2 separate regions of the Mus musculus genome follow, and region 1 is linked to region 2. The links are chromatin contacts, called in public Hi-C maps. All regions are on one chromosome and are shown on one strand. The core of a region is the stretch at or near the end of the contact, and the rest is flanking DNA. Distances in the headings are between cores, read along the strand shown.

Region 1 (3,074 bases), core at 5-2,504, 7.1 Mb after region 2:
AAAGCTGAAGGGCGAGCCAAGTTGTAAGTGAAGATTATAACCCTCCAATTTTCCCCATGCTTTATCCTTGTCTGTAAAGATAATAAAACCCAAGACAGTCTCCTTTGGTTCAGTTATATCGTATGCAAACACATGCCCAGTCGACCCTCCAATCTTCTAATTCAGACAGGATATGCAGTGTAGCCTCGAGCACTGGGATACTTTACTCAAAGTAATAACGCACAAAAAAACCACTCCCTCACAACAAGGCATGTGTCAGAACAGTTCGGAATACCGACACTGTGCATATCACCCACTAGGGTTGCGCGATTGCTGTTTCTTCTCTGGGGAGGTACTCTAGGGTGTTTTCCTATAGAAAGGCCTTGGTGAAAGGCCTAAGGTAGGAGTTTACGATCGCTGACCAGCCAGGGGACCTCCTGCGATTGAAGGGAAGGACAACCCGAGCCAGGCCGCAGCCCAGTACTGCACCTTCCCAGCCAGCTTCAAGCCGGTCGCAGAGAGCAGGGCATGCCGCAGATCTCTCCGCCCGCCCCAGTCTGAAAGAGGGTAGGGGGCCGTGCCGGCTCCGCCCTCCCCCGCGGGGCATGGGCTCACGACCACACAGGAAGGCCACGTCCCCAGGGACAGGCACCACTCTATGGTGTGCATGGGGGGGGGGAGACCCACGTGACCAGCACGTAGCCAATCCCGGGACGACAGCCCGCCATAGAGACGGCCGCAGAGGCGGCTAGAGATGCCCGCCGGCAAGTCACAAGCGCCCGCCTATCCCGGCTCGGTGTTCCTAGCTCGGTGCTGCCGCCATCTTCCAGGAGGAAAGGATAGAGGCAAAGGGCTCCCTCCCCTTCACTGCTCCGCACTCACGCTGCCACCTGCCCGCCCCCGGTCGTCTCTCGCTCTCAATGGACACCTTATTCCTCCTTAGTAAATATCCTTCCCACAACTCTAGTTTCCCATAAAGCGGAGAATCTCGTTACCTGCTCCTCTTTTATTAGCGTGAGGAATCCAAGCTCATAAGGTAGGAACTGTGGCGAAACAGGAACAAGACGCCATCTTGGTAAAGGAGAAGAGGCTACGCTTGACCTCCCCCCGCCCCCAGCCTCTATATGGCCAACCGCCGTGGGAGGGGCACAGCGCCTGCGCAGAGGCGGACGGCAGGATCGCGTCCACGCTTGCGCTCTGCATGCAACCGCGGAGGAGGGGACTACTCGGGGCCCAGGAAGGAGTTGGCAAGGGGCGGGACGGCGCGATGACGCCATCTGTTCGCGCGCGCTCTACTGGGCGGGGCAGGTCCGTGCTCTCGCCTGACGAGCGTTCTCCGGCGTGTGAGCGGGTAAGTGTGTGGCAATGTGTACCCACTGTCGCGCGGGCTCGAGTTGAGCTGGCTGTCCTGAGAAAGGGCTAGAGTTCTGCCCTCGCCCGGGCCGCCTAGGCGGTGATAACGGGTACGGAAGTGAGCGCGTGGGGGAGGGGCGGCCGCACCCTTAGTCCGGGGCTCCAGCGATGGATGCCTGGCTGGCGTCGTCCCTTCGAGGACAACTGGACGGGCGGCCCCCATCTGGGTGATCCTGCTGGCCAGGTCCAGGGCATTGGGGCGGGCGTGGCTGGGCCCAGTGAAGTTATGGCGCACAGTCCAAATACTATGTGGTGGAGAGTCGGGCGTTAGGTTCACATCTACGAAGCACTTGCGGGGCCATCTTCCCACGTAACGGTGCCATTTCGTCCTAGGGATGAAAAGGACTAGTCACCCTGGGATGTTAATGAAGTTCCCCAATTTAAGGCAGTGACAGGAGCGTTATGGAGTGGTTTGTCTGCTGTGGCCTTCCCCGAGGTAGTGCGACGCTAGACAAAGGGCTGCAGCCCTGTAAGTGACACGGGAAAGGGAGCATGGAGTGGAGGCCTTTGACTGAGAAGCCATGAAGTCTAACTCTGAAGCGGACCGCAGGCCCAGACCACGCCTGGCCCTTTTGTATCTTCCGGCCTCATTTGTTAGTGGCGCCTTGCCTTGTCCTGTACTACGTTTCCAGACTTTCAACACATAGAACTTCTAGTTCAGACCGTTGTGGTCTCTATGGCTGGTTTTAACCCAGTTTACTCCTCGTGTCTGGAGCGCAGTTAATCTCGAACATTCTCTGTCTAATGTTTATCTGTTGTGTAGTTCCTGTTCGCTGCTTGTTATTAGTTAGGACTCTCACTGGATTCGATATCCTTTAGACGGTTTAAGTGTTTCTCTGGCGTCAAATATTGGGGTCCCTACTGTCTATCAAGGGATTTAAGTTTTAGGTTTTCAACCGGGCGTGGTGGCGCACGCCTTTAATCCCAGCACTTGGGAGGCAGAGGCAGATGGATTTCTGAGTTCGAGGCCAGACTGGTCTACAAAGTGAGTTCCAGGACAGCCAGGGCTATACAGAGAAACCCTGTCTAGAAAAAAAACTTAGGTTTTTTGTTTTTTTTTTTTTTTCCTTAGTAGTGAAAATTGTTTTAGTATCTTAGATACATTTTTAAAATCCGTCTTGTTAACATAAGGAAAAACAGGAGTTTTGAAGAGGTCATAAAGGCTGTTTCTTCATGATGCTTCTAATTTGAGACTCCTTATTTTCAATGGCTTTTCTGGTAGTTGCCATTCAGGAATTCTTTGCAATACCCAGCATTCAAACTGTCAGTGTGTGCTGCTATATCTAATTTTGGGGATGATTTTTTTAGTTTTAAAAGTTGTCCTGATCCTTTTTTATCATTTTTCCACCTAGTGTCCCCCCCCCCCCCCCCTTTACAGAGCACCAGAGGTCAGTAAAGAACAAGAGCTTCTCCTTCTGGGTTTGCTGGGTAGCCTAGGGAAAGGAGGTGGGGCCTCCCTCTATTATCAATCGTGAATGTAATTAAGCTCCCTTTGTTTGTGGCTTGCTGCTCCAAGCTCCATTAAGAGTGTTGTCTTGCATAATGTGCTTGTACAGTCTTCAAATCTAAGAAATCTAAATGGCAAGAGAGTCTAGGCTCTTTGGATAAAAGCTCTTCAGGATCCTACACTGAGGAGTCTTTGGGGATTAGGGGTAATGTATACAAATGTAAAAATTTGTGTA
Region 2 (3,116 bases), core at 166-2,665:
TATCCTGTATTTCTAAGACTTCCAGACATTCAATTCCACCGGTTTATTGCTGCAAATAGCTTCTTACCTCCTCTTCTCCACTGCTGTCATCTTCATCTTCTGACATTTCTTCATCTTCACTATCCTCTTCCACCTCCTTTGGAGGAGGAGCCATTTTCTTGGCCTCACCGTGGGTTTTGCCAGCCTACAAACGCACACAAAAATTGCACGCATTTTCAGTCACTTTGCCTTTGGCCACCACCTTTTTCTTACTAAAGGACACAAGCATAAAGACTTCTTCTTGGCCAGGCATGGCATTCTCCTGGCAGTTTTTTCTGCGAACCGCGCATAATTTTTTTTTCCTTCTCACAGATAACTGAGCAGACAGAACTCTACACCAAGAAACAGCCACAGGTTATAAAGTCTCCTAGTCGTGGCCATCTATTTTCTGGCATCTTCCACAAAAAAAAAAAAAAAAAAAAAAAAAAAACCCAGTTAAAGGGATCCCTTTAAGTTATTTGCTGGGGAAGGGGGTATCTCGAAATCACCTCTTAAAGCAGCACCACGTAACCCAACTGCTTCCCACTTTCTCTCGCTTCCAGCCCCACCACGTGGAGTCACCACGCCGCCACCTCAGGGGTCCACCACGTGTCCATCCCGGTCACCGGCAGAGACAGCAGATCGCCGGGCCACCCATCCATCCCCACGCTGCCGTCCCCCTTTCCGGGGTACTACAGACACTCCCCCACTGCCCCGGGTCGCGCGACACGTGCGGGGCTCCGCAGAGCACGTGGCGGGCCGCGCACCAGAGCACGTGCGCGGGGAGGCGGGGCCCCGGGACCGCTCGCCGCCTAAGGTTGGCCCTCTCTTCCCACGCCGTGCCCCTATCCGCTCTCAGCTCCTCCGATCTCTCCTCACACCGTCCCCTCCCGCCCGCTACATCCGAACCCTCGATATCGCCCTCCCGGAAACCTGCCTCCGCTCTTCTCATCCCCCTAAGTCAGAGGGCAAGCACCGCGAGACCTCCCGCTAGTCGCGCGAGACTTTCCCCCCCAGCATGGCGCCCTCGAACGCGCCCGGGATTGCGCGCAAGCCCTCCTCCCCTCCGCGACGGACGGGCGGGCGCGCGCGCGTCCCTCCGAAAGCAGGGGCCTAGTCGTCCGCGTCGGCGCGCCAAGGCCTCTTACCTTTGCGAGCTTCACCATGGTGGCGGATTACGGCGGCGGCGCGTGTGGAGAGCGAGCAGCTCGGAAGAGCTCAGCGGAAGCCACACGAAAGCGACTGCAGTAGCGGGTACCGACGACTCTGGAGCACGTACAACCGCCTGCCAGCTACAGCTAGCGTCTGAGGCAAAAGACTGAGCCTGCCCAGTAATCGCCTCTGGAAAGGCGACGAAGGGGGTCCTCGTGACTTCGGCTCCACCAACCAGAGCTCGCGTCCGTCCCCGGAGCCAACCGCGAGCCTTAACGCGGGGCAGCGTGAGGCGGGCCTAAGGCTTGACGAGGGCGGGGCTCTTAGGGGCGGGGCCTGACGTCTGCTCCTGAGGGCGGGACTCGTTTGGGCCCAGGCGGACGTTGACTGGTCAGTGTGCGGGTCCTTTGAATGCTCCTGAGCGCCGGGCTCTCCCCACGCCTGCGCAGTGGGACGGGCGAGTTTGGCGCGGCTTGTGTGTGAGGCGCGGGTAGGTGGCGGCGTGGCCCGGATTCCCTCAGGTGTTCCGAGGCAGCATGGGCGGCGATGCTCAGGTGGTCTGGGCGTTTCTCGGTGCTTTCCCCCGCGCCGCGTGGTCCTGCTGAAGAACGCCGGAAGGCCTAGGGTTCCCTCGGGCTGATGAGCGGGCCTCGGCCTGTTCTCCGCGGAGTCGCGAACGGCTTCTTGGCTATGATGCGAGTCCCCGCTTTCCTGAGAGCTCCTAATAAAAGCAGTTGTGCGTGTGTGTGTGTACGAGCAGTGCACAAGCGATCCATGTAATGTCGGTGACCTCTCGCGGTAGGTATAACTCCAGGTTCAGAGAGGTGACTTCCTGGTGTGGTGGGGAGAAGTACTCGGCCCGCCTGTGACCACGCTCACAGGTTCCCTCCATGGCGGGGGGAACGAGAGAGTTGTCTGGCGTTGCTTTAAATGGATTGCAACCAACTGGTTCCAAGCATAGCACACAGGCGCCCTTCATCAGCTAACAACATCCACTAGAAATGACCTGTGGAGTTTTCGTCCGGAGTTGAGATAGGACTTTATTCTTTACTGTCCTAGAGCACACATGTAGACCATGTTAGCCTCGACCTGTATCGGCACGCCTGGCCCGACCTAGGAGATGTTATTTTATGAGACAGGTTTTCTCTGTGTATTCCTGGCTGCCCTGGGACTCACGCTGTAGTCCAGGCTGGCCTTGAACTCAGAGATCCCCCTGCCTCCCTAGTGCTGTGATTAAAGTCATATGCCATCATACCTGACTTCAACCTCGGGAGATTTTAATGCGAGTGGGATGTGTTGAGTCCCCAAGTTTTTTTATCTGAACTCGGGCCTTTGGAGATAAGTAGAAATAGTCACTGTGTGATGCTTACTTACTACGGCCTTCCCAACGCGGTGGAGGGCAGCCACAGCTACACACCAGTGCGCTCTTGTCAGGGCAGGAGATGGCGAACCCGAGTTGTGGTGTGGGGGCATTGTCTTTATAGCGAGACCGGTCACACCTTGTACTGTATATTATGGAACCAAGGGAGACTCTTGGGTAGAGAGGTAGGAAGGGTGGTGTGAGGAAGACTCTAGATATTTCCAAGCAGAGCAAGCTAAAGGCATTCGGGAGGAGACAAGAAGATGAGCTGTGAGTGTGAAATGACTTGGGTGACATGGCTTCCTTTGTCAATCCAATCTATCTGTATGGGCTATCCTCAGCCCTCTGGTGTACAGTGCCACTAAGAGACCTCTGCTTGCACCCAAGGTTAGTTACACTCTCAGATATCAGCTGCCTAGTACTTTTCTTGGCCATTTATTGTTCATTTGCCCCTTCCCCAGACAGCACAGACTGTTGTCTGCTTTATTCTTGGTACCTAAAGCATTGCCTGGCATATGATAGTGTTGGAAATTACTTGCTAACTGGAGTGAACAGAAGTTTGAGTGCACCAGCAGCAGGGACAGCT

The links. Hi-C and Micro-C count contacts between places; a contact is called where the count stands out from the background.
Region 1: a Hi-C map of B cells shows a contact between it and region 2, with 6 read pairs. The contact joins the promoter of Septin2 here to the promoter of Ncl in region 2. A contact is called at or near these places in 1 of 39 promoter capture datasets (maxillary cranial neural crest) and 2 of 484 Hi-C or Micro-C datasets (B cells and CD4 T cells).

What each region holds. Positions count from the first base shown.
Region 1 is chr1:93,477,739-93,480,812 of GRCm38.p6, forward strand. Septin2 (septin 2) reads left to right here and starts at 1,255. Exons shown (of 13, transcript NM_010891.2): 1 at 1,255-1,330. It also overlaps a transcript of Hdlbp not described here.
Region 2 is chr1:86,358,040-86,361,155 of GRCm38.p6, forward strand. Ncl (nucleolin) reads right to left here and starts at 1,416. Exons shown (of 14, transcript NM_010880.3): 1 at 1,167-1,416; 2 at 68-184. The coding sequence starts at 1,184. It overlaps C130036L24Rik (RIKEN cDNA C130036L24 gene), which reads left to right and starts at 1,545. Exons shown (of 2, transcript NR_015507.3): 1 at 1,545-1,968.